Linked DNA regions of Rattus norvegicus: region 2 is linked to region 1. The links are chromatin contacts, called in public Hi-C maps. All regions are on one chromosome and are shown on one strand. The core of a region is the stretch at or near the end of the contact, and the rest is flanking DNA. Distances in the headings are between cores, read along the strand shown. Region 1 holds the start of Dars1 (aspartyl-tRNA synthetase 1). Region 2 holds the start of Cxcr4 (C-X-C motif chemokine receptor 4).

Region 1 (6,906 bases), core at 1,513-4,012:
TGGGGATCAACAGTGCTCCAAAGATGTTGCCATTCCAGAAAACAGGAAGCAATCGAAAGAACACGGTGTCCCCATTTCTACCTCACCTGTCACCCCTTCCTATTTTCTCACCTTTTATAATAAATGAGAGAGAGGAATGTTAGAAAACCAAGAACTGTCTGCGTTCCAGAGCCAGGTCTTCGCTACCCCTGCATGCCTTCAGTAACTCCGGGCCGGCAGTCATGTCATCTCAACAGCCACCAAATGCAACTCATTCCTACAGTCATCATGGGTGGCACAGTCTCCCTGCACACATGCACTACACCCCTTCATAAAGCCTGTGTCTTCTCGACCTGCTCTCTTTCTCCTCCATCCTTGCTCAAAGACAATCTCTGTACCCCCCCAACCCCCGGTAAATCCCGAGTGAGGTTGTGACTTTATGGCACTCCTTGCCCCTGATCTGCCAAGGTACTCTTCCGCTGAGAAACCCCAACAACTGACACTTGGGAGACCTCAGGAGTATAGCGTGTGGCCATTGATGTAGCAAATGCTTTTCTTCTGTTAGCCGAGAAAACAAGAGCACGTATTGTTAGAACTAAGTTCAGGGTCACAAACAAAGAAACCACCATGCCAACTGAAGTATCTGGACGAGGTAAACTTGACCCTTGATCAAGAGGATGTGCTCTGAAGAGCAATCATCCCAACGCAGGAAGTACATTTGGTTTTTATTTTAACTCAACTGTGTCTTTTCCCCCATTGACTGGGGTCTGACCTCACAATCTTATTAGGTTGGTTAGTCTGAAAAGAACAGTGCACAGGAAATGGAAAAAGGAGGAAGGGAGTCACTGCTTAAAGGAAAAAGGGTCACTGTTCCAGGCCATCGAATTCCTAGACTAGAGCATGGTGCCTTTGTGTAAACAAAGGTATTACTGGGTGGGGAGGACTGCAACATTTTCCTAAGTCTTGCAAAGAAGGGGAGATAAAAAGATTTGAATTCCTGATCCTAAACACAAGTTTACAGTATCTGATAGAGAAAGTCATAGTTTATATTTCATACACATTTTTATATCACTACTCCAAAGGTACAATCTAAATAAAAAATGTCTTATCAAAGCAAAGGGGCCACAGTAAGAAGGATGCAGGAAAACAAGACACAGGAAGTAGTCTTGTGGGGGCTGGGGATTTAGCTCAGTGGTAGAGCGCTTGCCTAGGAAGCGCAAGGCCCTGGGTTCGGTCCCCAGCTCCGGAAAAAAAAAAGAACAAAAAAAAAAAAAAAAAAAAAAAAAGAAAGTAGTCTTGTGGACACACTGAAATATAACAATCTCACCCTACCAAATGACAACAGAATTTACATGTTGACTTTTGTCGATCAGTTCACATACATTAGTACTAAGCCTAAGAGAATAAATACTTCTTTTAAAAAAAAAAAAAGCAAGTTCACAGATGCTTTCTTCATTGGAATCCCTTGAGTATAATGGAATGTGTTACTGACCGTAAGTATTCAATATCATTCCCTAAGGAATGAGTACATTCTTCGGTTTTGAGCAAACGGGAGTAGACTATTAAAATGTGTCTCTTCTAGGGAGTCAGCCTGCATCAAGACAGAAGGTCAGCTCGGGTTCCCAGACAGAGTTAGGAACATGAACCATCAGTAATCATTTTATTGCCAATGGCTTATATAGTGCTTAGCACAAAGCAGGTATTTATAATCAATCATCGGTCAGTTACTTGGACCATATTTTCCCATATAATTACACAGTAAATTACATTCTCCATAGCCAAGACCTAAGTAAAGTTGTTCTTGGAGATCTTTCATTTGAGGGGATGAGGTGGGGCTGTGGAGGGGAGTCCACTTATAGCCTGTTAACGAGTATTGACCATGACATTTAATGCCAAGTAAAGACACTTCAGATGGCCGAACTGTGACAAAGACAGCTAAAACCTGATGTCCAGCAGAGTAAGAAGTATGTATGCAAACAAAGCTGGCCTCACTCTTGTACCCCTGCTTCCTGAGTGCTGTAATTGCAGTCCTGCATTACCAAAGTCTACATTCAACAAAACCAACAGCATTTTTTAAAAGTCTAATTTAGCGAAGACGCACCCAACCAACATTTTGCATTGCCAAAGGAAAACCCGTAGGTTAATTCTTTTTACAAGAGTACTCCATCTGGAACCTACCTACCTATAACACAGCATCCTGCGTTCCCACAGAGAGGAGCAGGTTGCCCAGAGGCTTCCTCTGGCCCAAAGGTCAGTGAAGTCATTCATTCCAAAAGCAGAAATCCCGGCCTGGGATTTCATCCTGCTTGCAGGATGTTTTGACAAGTTGTTTGTAAGGGAGGGTGAAACAGTGATACCCACCACCACCACCACCCCCGTCTCTAAACAAACAAACAAACAAATAAGCAAGCTCGTGCTATTTCACACTCTTATTCCCAGCTCTCAGGGAGCAGAGGCAGGAGGATACTTGGGAGTTCCGGACCAGACAGTGCTATACAGACCCTATCTTTAAATTAATTAAAATTAAGCTTAAAAAAGAAAAAAAAAAAAGAGGGACTTTGGGAACTTGGGGAAGACAATTAACGGGAATGAAGTTAGAGCAACCGGGCAGGTAGGTAGGTCAAGAGGCTCCACAGGAAAGGTACCTCGGAGCCCACCCCACGAGACCACACCCACTTCTGGGAAACTCCCATTGCTCCCGTGGGCGGGGCAGAGGGAGGGGCTGGCGACAGCGCGCGAGAGCTCGACTGCAGCTCTCGCGATATTTCTAGCCGAGGTTCCACGCGGAGTCTGGGGGCTTAAAACAAGGACTGGGAGGGCCAGCCTGCGGGAGGGAGACGTTTTTTAGCCTGTCCTACGGAAGCCTGCGAGGGAGGGTGGTATCCACTCCCCCAATCCAGTGTCCTGATGCCCAGCGCCAACGCCAGCCGTAAGGGTCAGGAGAAGCCGCGGGAGATCGTGGACGCGGCGGAAGTGGGTTTCCTCCTTCCCCGGGTCGGGGAGCGCGCTGAGGGAGGGAGTGGGGCGATCGGGGCGCTGCTTCGGGAGCTCCTGTCGGCACTTTGCGCAGGCCACGGCGTGAGGTGTCGCCGCAAGCCAATACTCCCAAGGATCTCAGGGCCATGTGTGGGCGCGCGGCCCGAACTACTTGGGACTGCTACTCTTGGAACCGTGGCCTAGAAGAAACGCGCTCCCGGGAGGGTAGAGGGATCGGGGAAACGTGTGGCGCTCACTGACCCGGAAGTAGCTGCAGCTAGGGTCACACGAGCCTTTCTAGGTTAGCACGTCTTGCACGTAACACACCACCCCAGTCCCCGGAAATTTTTGATAAAGCACTAGTCGATATCCTCTTAACCCTCATAATGTTCTGGCAAGTAATGACAACCCTTTGCAACACTGGCTGCCCGTGTATTTAATGACTTTTCCTTGTGACAGCTGCGAACACGTGTTATCTCGGTTTCCTTTCTCAGTGACCCTGTGGGGTAGGTAATGTAGTTCCCAGAGATAACCCTCAGTGATCCCTTTAGCACTTTCCAGAAGTCAAAGTTTGAAATCCTCCAAATTAGGTAGTAATACTTAGGCCTTATTCTGTGCCTGGCCCCTAAGTTTTTGATGGAAGAACTCAGCATTTGGTAACTGTAGCATAACTCAGAATAATAAGTTAATATTTAGTTCTGCCGAAGTGTGAATTACTAAATAGAAACGGTAACACTTTTTTCTTTTTTTCCCCCTTTTGGTTCACACCTATTTGTGGCACATGTCACTATGTGACTGTCTTTCTACTGTGGCCCCTTTACTCTATGCAAAAGTATTTTATTAATATTCAGAAGTGATTGCTTGGTAAAAGCCCCGTAACATGTTTTATTTCGGCGTGCTTGAAAAAGTTTCTCGTATTGAAGAGAGAATTTCGATAAGAGAATGTAGAAAGACAGAAACTGTTCCATACGTCTTTCAAAACTACCTTGCAAAAACCTAAGAAATTATTTTTGTGTGTTGGTATGTCTAGTCGTATAAATTATCAACACATCCTTGTAAGTAGAATAGGTATAAGGTACAGTATACGGTAGACATAATAGAGTTCTGTAAATACATGGAAGGGACTTAAGATCACTGTCGAGGTAAAGAAAGATAAAATGAAAGACTGCCTAACTAATAAGTGTAGTTCATAGCCTGCACTTCAGCTGCCGTTCCTAACTTACTACGTGAAATTTGATAATATTGCCATTCTCTAACTCATGTAATCTGTTATTATGAGGCTGGGTTCTAGAAATAGGAAGCAGGTGAATTTTCTGATCATGTTTTACAAAAGGAAAGTTGTAGTCAGCGTGTATCAAGCAGCTCCAATTTCTAAGAACTGAACATCTGGTGCTCAGAAACCTTACCCAAAGCATTGGTTCTCTTTGAACATCTCTTCCTGTAATAGGAAGTTAATAAAACTGTAGGACTTCATCTTACTCCCTTCACTGGGGAAATTTATATCTTCTTTGAAGTAGATTAATCTCCCTTTGGAATAAGGTAGTTAAGATGCATTTTATGCATGTGTAAATTATACCTGGGAGTACTATTATGCATGATACATCTATGCATATATGTATATATAATAAATATATAACCATAAACTGGGTGCTTTTCTGTTTGCAGTAAGCGCATACATAAGTGAATACATTTACATATTTTAAAATGGCTGAGTTTAATATATTTTTGGAAATTAATACAAATTTGTAGTTCTAGGTGCTTTTATTTATGTATTTAAATTAAAAGTCATATTACAAAAAATCTTTTTTTTTCTAGGATTATGCTAAAGAGAGATATGGGGTATCCTCTATGATACAATCACAAGAAAAACCAGGTTAGTATTTTCTTTTTAATTCTAGGACAACATGAAGTTTAAAATAGGATTGACTAAAAGTATAACTACAAAGGAATAACTTTGAAAAGTTTAAATGTCATTCATTGATGACATTTAAAAGTTTAAATGACATTCATTCTTTACACTCTGAAAACATTTTTAGCCAGCGGGTCTTAATCTGGAAAAGAATTTTTCTTTTTGGAGACACAGTCTTGTAAATTATAATTACCCAGGTTGGTCCTAAACTCTCTGTGGCTGAGAATGACCTATAGTTTCTGAACTTGCCCTGTATACCTCTGAGTGCTAATTTAACCAGCATGCCCCACCACTCCAACCAGATCTACTTTTTAAATTTATGGTTTGTTTGTTGAAATAGGGTCTCTGTAGCCCTGGCTGTCCTGGAATTTGCTTTGTAGACCAAGCTGGTCTCAAACTCAAAGATATCCACCTGTCTCTGCCTCTTGAGTGCTGGGATTAAAGTCAAGTGCCACTACTTCTCTGCCATATCTCTCTTTTACACCCTTAGGCTGCTCTGTCTTCTCTCCTGCACAGTGTGTGCGTCCGGATTTGCACAGTGGACGCAGCAGAAGTCCGCTTAGTACATAGTCTACTGACAGTATTCCTCTTTCGTTTCCTTTGCCTTTGGCCTTGAGAACCACATTTCGCTACAGTAGCATCTTTGCCTTATGAGACTAACTAGTGTATTTAGATAAAGTAGAGGCCTGGGAAAGGGTCATAATTCCCAAAGCTGTCTTAACCAACAGGTTGAGAGCCTGCTGGATTAGAGACTAGAGAGGCTATACCATCTCAGCCTGAGGTAGGAAATTTCAAGAGGCTTTCCCCAGCATTTATATATTAGTTTTAGTAAATGCTTCACTGGGTTACTAGTTCCAAGGAATGAGATACCACGATTATCCGGGCCTGTCAGAGATCCTTGTAGCTTGCCTATTTACATCTGGTGGCTGTTTTTACAGCATGGACACAAATCATCCTGTTAGCTTTGGCCCAGGCAGGTGAGGTACCTGTATTTGGCCATTTAAAATGTTCATCAAATTTGCAGTGTGAAATGTTTATGACCACAGTATAGACTAAATTAGAGAAAGAATACTTGGGAGCCTTTCATTGTAGTCTTAGGCAAGAAGATAGTAGAAAATTATAATTAGGGAGTGCAGTTCATAAAGGAGGCATATTGTGATAACAAGTTTTTAAACTAGCTACCAGACCATTATCACTGTAAATCTGAACTTTAAAATTGCTTTGCTGTGTGTTACAGATAGAGTGTTGGTTCGAGTTAAGGATCTGACAGTACAAAAAGCTGATGAGGTTGTTTGGGTCCGTGCAAGAGTTCATACAAGCAGAGCAAAAGGTAAGTTTGGCTTAACGGTTACAGCTCTTTGGATGCGTATACAGTTTGCTTTAAATCTTCATGGGTGTAAGTGTTTTCCTGGTGTGTCTTCATACAGGTGTGTGTATGCATGGTGCAGCGCCTGCAGAGTCCAGGAGAGGGCTGTGGCTCGAAGCCCTGGGCTTAAAGGTCAAGGCACTGTGAGCTGCCTAACCGAATTTGGGTTTGGGGAATGGAGCATGGGTCCTGAGTAAAAGCAGTGCATTTTCCTAACTTCTGTCTCTCTATCCCCACATCCTATATTTATAGTTGTAATTATTTAGATAAGAGAATATCAAAAGAAACATCAGGAGAAACATCATTTGTATCTTCCCGCTTTTCTAATTTAATCATGCCTATACATACATGAAGAGGACAGAACAGACTTTTCTAATTCACTTCTATGTAGTTTTTGTGTATGAGTGTGCTCTATTTCCATGTATATCTGAATTACAGAATAGGACATTAGATCCTAGATGGTTGGGAGCCTCCATGTGGTTATTGGGAATTGAACTCAGCACCTCTGGAAGAGCAGCTAGTGCTCTTAACTACTGTGCCATCTCTCCAGCCCCAAGCTAAGTCATTTTTGTCTCTTCAGAAGAACTTATTTAGTGCGTTTTTTAAAGCATTTTATTACAGATGAATATATGCATATAATTTTTAAAATTCTGCCATTTTATACTCATGCTTTCCA
Region 2 (6,906 bases), core at 1,951-4,450, 170 kb before region 1:
GAAACCTGCCTGGTTGAACTATGGAGAGGCTTATCCAAGGTCCGATGCACAGAACAAGCTCTCAGTAGATATTTGGGTTTGCTACGTTTTTTCCGAAGTACGTCACAAAGCTGGGGCCGCAACTGAATAGGTAGACCGCCCGTCTCACGTGTACATAACCCTGAGTTCAATTCTAGCACCATATAAACTGGGCATGGTGTCGCATACCTGTAGTTCTAGCTGGAGACAGGAGGACCAGAGATTCAAAGTTGAACTCAGCTCTACAGTAGTTTGAAGCCAGACTGGGATACATGAAGCCCATGGCCCACAGCCGGCCAGCGGAGTGATGTAAGAGCTTCCAGCATGCTAGGCAAGCAAACACCCTACTATACCGCTAGTCCTCTAAGGCTTATCTAGGCACAACTGAGATCATAGACTAACACCATTTCGTTCTCACCCTGTGCAGTTTTTTTTTCATAAGTATTTCCCTACACTTTTAATAATTCTTCACAAACATTTACAACCTCCATATTCATTTCATTCACAGACATACTAAACCATCTCGACTAGTCTGCTCATGGTGGACACTGAGGGCTACTCGGCTCTTATTAACTATTCTGTGACTGACACCATTGTGTTATTGTTAACAATATCCCCATGAAGAGCTTTGTAGATAACTGCAATTTCCTGGGGCTACGTCATGAAAGGTGGAAATACTAATCTCAAAAGGTTCTGGCTGCATACAAGATACTTTTCTCTGAAGCTACTCAAACATACACGCGTGCTCTCTGTCTCTCTGTCTCTGTCTCTGTTTCTCTGTCTGTTTCTCTGTCTCTATTTCTCTAAACACACACACACACACACACACACACACACACACACACACACACTCCTGCCAGTGACAATTGAGGGACAGCTGGTCTCTTCCAATCCAAAAGCCAAATATTATCTTTGAAGGGAAAAAAAATCCCCTCTTTTTTTTCTTCTAATTCTATAGTCACCAAATAGCATTTCATTGTCGTTTTATCTGCTTCTTCCAGCAAATAGACTTCACAGAAGCTAAAAAGGCATGTGCAGACCATGGAAGGAAGCTTTCTTTTGTCCGCCAACAATCAACAAATATTAATTATGCAAATCATTTCATTCCGATTGTACTCTCTGTCGTTCAGGGACAGGTTTGGAAGATTCCCCTTCTCCCGTTTTAGCCTTTGGGAATGCAGGAGTTTGGAGCTTCTGTTCGAGGGACACAGCTCACAATCCTGCTTCAGTCAAGCTACCTGAACACCAGCACTCCCTTTAACAGGTCTGACGTTCCAGTCCAACGACTCTTCTGTCTGTCCTAACTAGTTTATGGAAATATGAGCCTAAATTTTATCAATGATTTGATATAATTAAAAGTGCTATCGCTTCTCGGCCTTTTGGCTAAGATCAAGTGTAAAAGTGCTGTGGACATTCTTGGCTCTTAACGTAACAGTTTTTGAGGGTCGTACATCCTCATTTCAACACTAGCTTTCCTGGATCACATAAAGTGCAAGGCAGAAGAGGATTTTGACAGGCACACTTTGAGGGAATGTGCCCATGCCCTACATCTCGTATAACCTGTGGGGAAAGAATTCCCAGGCTGCGAACCAACTCCCCAGCCCCTCTACCCTAAAACCTTCATTAGATAAAAAAGCGGGTGCAAATGTACTGTAGTTCAGTTAGTAGACTGCTTGCCTAGCCTACACAAAGCTTGGGTTCAAGCCATGTCAGCAGGAAAACTGGGCGTGGTGGCACACAACTGTAATCCCAGCACTAGGCAGGTGACAAACGGGATCATCAGAAGTTCATGGTCATCTTTATGTACTGAGGCAGAGGCCAGCCTGTACTACAAAAAAAAAAAAAAAAAAAAAAAAAAACCTGCCTCAAACCGAAAGAAGCGAATGAGAAGTGAGGCAGATAGGGAGTTCAGGGCGCAGTCTGGGCCTGCCCATCCTTAGGACCATTCCAGGAGGGAGTGGGGGCGGTATCTGGGTTGCATAGCAACACAGGCTCCTGCTGCCGGATGTCTCTTTACCACCCCCAATGCCCCCGGCATTGGATCCCGCGGTCACTGGCTGGAGGTCTGACTGATTCTGGCCCCACCTTTTTTCCCTCCCCGCCTTACCCAGGCTCGGCGCCGGTCTGATCTGGCGCGGGTCTGGGAAGATGTCTGGGCGCCCACTGCAACCCCAGCCTGTCTGAGACTTCCTAGCCATCCACGCCCCCAACCCGGCCTAACTAGCTCTTCGCTAAGACTTCCCATCTTAGTGTTCTGCGTGGGAGACACGAGAGAGGCGTGAAGCGAAAGCTTTGGGCTCAGGCTAGGCTCGCAGTCCCAGGCTGCTCCATTTAGTCTCTTGGAGCTCGTGGAGCGCCCACTGACTGCGCATGGATCGCGGCTAGCTTGCCAGCTCCTAGAACGGCTCGTGGCCCAAAGCTGGGACTCTGTAATTATCTGTTAACCAGATGCATCCCTGTGTGCTTATGAAGTGAAAATGAACCAGTGTTTCTGTGCAGACTTCTTAGGATGTGATTGCACAAAGCCCTCGCCGCTAAAATCTTCTTTATAATAAAGCGCATTTTAATCATTTTACACACACACACACAAACACACACACACACACACACACACACACACACACCTCTTCACGAAGTGGTTTCCACTATTGTGACTTTCTTCCTGGGAGTATACTTTTGGATGGGTCTGCAAGTGCTTTCTGCCGCACTTGACCCTGATGTCATTATTGTGAATATGCAGTAACACACACTTGCTTGGATGAACTTTGGTAGTAATCGCTCCTGACAGCTCAGAGTCTGGAACCCTGGCAGAGCTGCCAACATTGCCGCCTACTGGTTAGGCTGGCTCCATGTCACACACACCCCCTCCCCAGTCTAAGTCTCAAGGCCTCCAGACCCCTAAACTCCAGGTCTAGAATTCTATCCACGTGGGTAAGGATGGATGCGAGACCCGCAGAACCTCCCTGGCTGGGATCCTGCTTTCCCTAACTTTGAGATCTTATCCCGCCAGGCTCTAGACCCACACTGACTTAAAACACAACAGAAGCCGCTCTCCGACTTCTGTTTGTGCGCCCCGCCCCCGTCAGTCTCCTCCCGCCCCTCCGAGCTGCGCATGCGCCGCCCCGCGAGCGTGTTTTTATAAAAGTCCGGTTCGGGCCAGAAACTTCAATTTTGTTGCCTGGTGCAGCAGGTAGCAGTGACCCTCTGAGGCGTTTGGTGCTCCGGTAGCTACCAGGGCTGGAGAGCGAGCATTGCCATGGAAGTAAGTCCACTTGCATCCTACTTTGTAGTAAACGTGCAAACGTGCGAACTTAGAGCGCAGCCCCTCTTGGAGCGGCTTGGAGCGACTAGAACCTTAAGGGGTGTCAGAGTCACAAAGAAGGGGAGCGGGAACTTAATTTTTTTAATGTATGTGAGCATAGCTATAGGGGGAGGAAGATAGGAATATTTTTCTCATTAAGTTAAGGGGGACAGGTTCAGATGGAGCTTTCCTGAGGTTGCTCTTGTCTCTCTCCCCCTTGAGTCCCGCGGCGCGCGCTGGCTTGCACGCTGCTTGCAAACGTCCCAATTCTTTTTGAACACAGGAGGAGAAGGGTTTGCCCTCAGCCTCAGGACTCAGACCATCGTCTGGTCCCTCTGGGAACAGGGGTTTCTTTGAGTTTCTTACATTGTGTGAATTTAGAGACTTTAGTCGGCACGCGTAGGCACAACATCCTGGGTTAGCTTCGAACCGAAGCGTCTTGGAGCTGTTCTTGGAGTTAGGAGTGCGCTTCTGAAATTCCATGCTGTAGACTGAGGAGTGCCCGTTGTCGGCGGGAAAACTGAGCTAGCCTGCAGCATCGCTAGCCTAGGGGATCACAAACTGCGGCAGCCGTGGAGAGGTGACCGATCGTGGCCGCTTTGGGATGGAGTAGCAGCGCTTTGAGCGCTTTGCTGGAGTCTGACCCGCCTCTTCTCCGCAGTGGCATACGAGCCTCCCGAGGTCTTAGTTCCCTTTAAGATCGTTCATGAGAAAGGGTCCTAAGTCTGTACCGAGAAGCTGCTGGGCAGGAGGTGTGCCAGGCTTGACCGCGGTTGGGGACAGGAGGGCGTGTTGGGACCGCACCTGGGTTGTGCCGGGTCGCCGCAGGGATGAACAGGTGCAAACTTGGAGACAGTTTGACTGAGCCCCAGTGTTTAACCGTCGGTGGTTTCCTGAGCCTTTTGAAACCCCCTCGCTTAGGGAGGGTTTTGTTGTTTGGTGATTTTTTTTTTTCGTTTCCTCCAGCGGCGCGCAATTCAAAGGCGCTCACGCTGGAGCCGCCCAATCTGTCGCTCGCACCCGGAGGGACGATCCTGGCGCGCAGCCAGGAGGAACCCCTGGAACCGCTGCGGGTTGGTCGCAGGCCTGGGTGTGGTGGGCGACGGTGCCAGCCCCGAGGTGGGTGATTCGGACTTCAGGGTGCGCATGGTCTGGACCCCTCCAGCTGTCTACCTCGGACCCCAGTAGCTAACTGGGTCGCTGCAGGATGGGAAGCGACCGGAAAAGTGAGGAAGTGAAACTTGGGGCGAAAAACCACGGGGTGCAGACCCCGTGACTTTCCCCACCCAGGACAGTGTGACTCTAACGTCCCAGATACACCCAGTGATAAACATGGGGTTAGCAAGAGAGACCCACCTTCCAGAGAAGCGCCGGGTGTGGGATGTAGTAGGAGAGTGCTGTTTGCTCATCTCTAACACTCTGATGACCCTAAACCCCCAAAGACCTTCGCATTATCCTGCTTTCTTCACTAAGTATGACTTGAAATGTAATGGTTTGTGTTAGACAGGCGTGAGAAAAAAACAAGGTTTTGCGCCTAAAAAGCTAAGAGTATTTGAGGGACCCCCGCCCCCCACGGTCATGCTCCGTTTTTCTTTCTTTCTTTGGCTAATCCTCATGCAGAAATTTAATCCCACCTCCTTTAACACAGACTATAGCTCCACGCCCCTGGCTCCCACCGCACACCGCTTTGAGAGTGACTTCTTTGTGTGAATGGAGGATTTGTTTGTTTTGTTTGTTTGCTCGTGGGTTTTTGTTTGGGTGTTTGTTTATGGTTGGGGGGGTTGGGGCTTTACTTTTTTTCCTCCGGGGTTTTTTTTTTTTTCTTCTTTCCTCCCTTGGGCAGGGCAGGAGAGCTATCCAAGACTAGGGTGTGAAGTCCTTAGAATCTCAAGGTCCTTTTGTTCTAAGCAAAGACTCTCCTAATTGGTTCCACTAAAGACGGGGATATAACAAAGTGACCGACCGGAGGAAGATGGAGAACAGCATTGGCTGCAGGGTTCTGCATTCTCCCTGGACCTTAGCCAGCCCTTTGGAGTTTCCTGGGAAAGGTTGGGTTAAAACCTGCAATCAATACTAGTTTTAGGCAGCAGAAACACTTAAAACTTGGGAAAGGTTTGTCGATCTTGGAGTAACGCGCCTGTCCCTGTTTCTTTTGCAGATATACACTTCGGATAACTACTCCGAAGAAGTAGGGTCTGGAGACTATGACTCCAACAAGGAACCCTGCTTCCGGGATGAAAACGAAAACTTCAACAGGATCTTCCTGCCCACCATCTATTTTATCATCTTCTTGACTGGCATAGTGGGCAATGGGTTGGTAATCCTGGTCATGGGTTACCAGAAGAAGCTGAGGAGCATGACAGACAAGTACCGGCTGCACCTGTCCGTGGCTGACCTCCTCTTTGTCATCACACTCCCCTTCTGGGCAGTGGACGCCATGGCTGACTGGTACTTTGGGAAATTTTTATGTAAGGCTGTGCATATCATCTACACCGTCAACCTTTACAGCAGTGTTCTCATCCTGGCCTTCATCAGCCTGGACCGCTACCTTGCCATTGTCCACGCCACCAACAGCCAGAGGCCGAGGAAGCTGCTGGCTGAAAAGGCCGTCTATGTGGGTGTCTGGATCCCCGCCCTCCTCCTGACTATCCCTGACATCATCTTCGCCGATGTCAGCCAGGGGGACGGCAGGTACATCTGTGACCGCCTTTACCCCGACAGCCTGTGGATGGTGGTGTTCCAGTTCCAGCACATCATGGTGGGTCTCATCCTGCCGGGCATCGTCATCCTGTCCTGTTACTGCATCATCATCTCCAAGCTGTCACACTCCAAGGGCCACCAGAAGCGCAAGGCCCTCAAGACTACGGTCATCCTTATCCTGGCTTTCTTTGCCTGCTGGCTACCGTATTACGTGGGGATCAGCATCGATTCCTTCATCCTTTTGGAGGTCATCAAGCAAGGATGTGAGTTCGAGAGCGTCGTGCACAAGTGGATCTCCATCACGGAGGCCCTCGCCTTCTTCCACTGTTGCCTGAACCCCATCCTCTACGCCTTCCTCGGGGCCAAATTCAAGAGCTCCGCGCAGCATGCACTCAATTCCATGAGCAGAGGCTCCAGCCTCAAGATCCTTTCCAAAGGGAAACGGGGTGGACACTCTTCCGTCTCCACAGAGTCAGAATCCTCAAGTTTTCACTCCAGCTAACACTTACGCAAAGACATATATAATATATATATATATATATATATATGACAAAGAACTTTTTTTATGTTACACATTTCCCAGATATAAAAGACTGACCAATCTTGTACAGTTTTTTTTATTGACTGTTGGAGTTTATGTTTCTCTAGTTTTTGTGTGTGTGTGTGTGTGTGAGGTTTGACTTAATTTATATAAATATTGGTTTTTTTCTGTTGTTTGTCTGTTTCACGTGAATGAGTGTCTAGGCAGGACCTGTGGCCAAGTTCTTAGTCGCTGTGTGTCTGTGTGTAGGACTGTAGAGCTGTAGAGGAAGGAACTGAACGCTCCAGAATGTGTGGTAAATCGGATAAAGCTAGAAGTGACCCTCAGCTGTCGCTGCATAATCTCT

Evidence for each region. A called contact is a pair of places that touch in the nucleus more often than the background predicts.
Region 2: a contact with region 1 is called in a Hi-C map of kidney, with 2.3 times the contacts expected there. The contact joins the promoter of Cxcr4 here to the promoter of Dars1 in region 1. A contact is called at or near these places in 5 of 12 Hi-C or Micro-C datasets (Schwann cells, hepatocytes, kidney and 2 more) and 1 of 1 datasets of contacts at active chromatin or transcription factors (oligodendrocytes).

The regions. Positions count from the first base shown.
Region 1 is chr13:42,461,323-42,468,228 of GRCr8, reverse strand. Dars1 (aspartyl-tRNA synthetase 1) reads left to right here and starts at 2,762. Exons shown (of 16, transcript NM_053799.3): 1 at 2,762-2,952; 2 at 4,771-4,828; 3 at 6,102-6,194. The coding sequence starts at 2,887.
Region 2 is chr13:42,630,582-42,637,487 of GRCr8, reverse strand. It overlaps Cxcr4 (C-X-C motif chemokine receptor 4), which reads left to right and starts at 3,200. Exons shown (of 2, transcript NM_022205.3): 1 at 3,200-3,280; 2 at 5,478-6,906. The coding sequence starts at 3,275. The coding sequence ends at 6,521.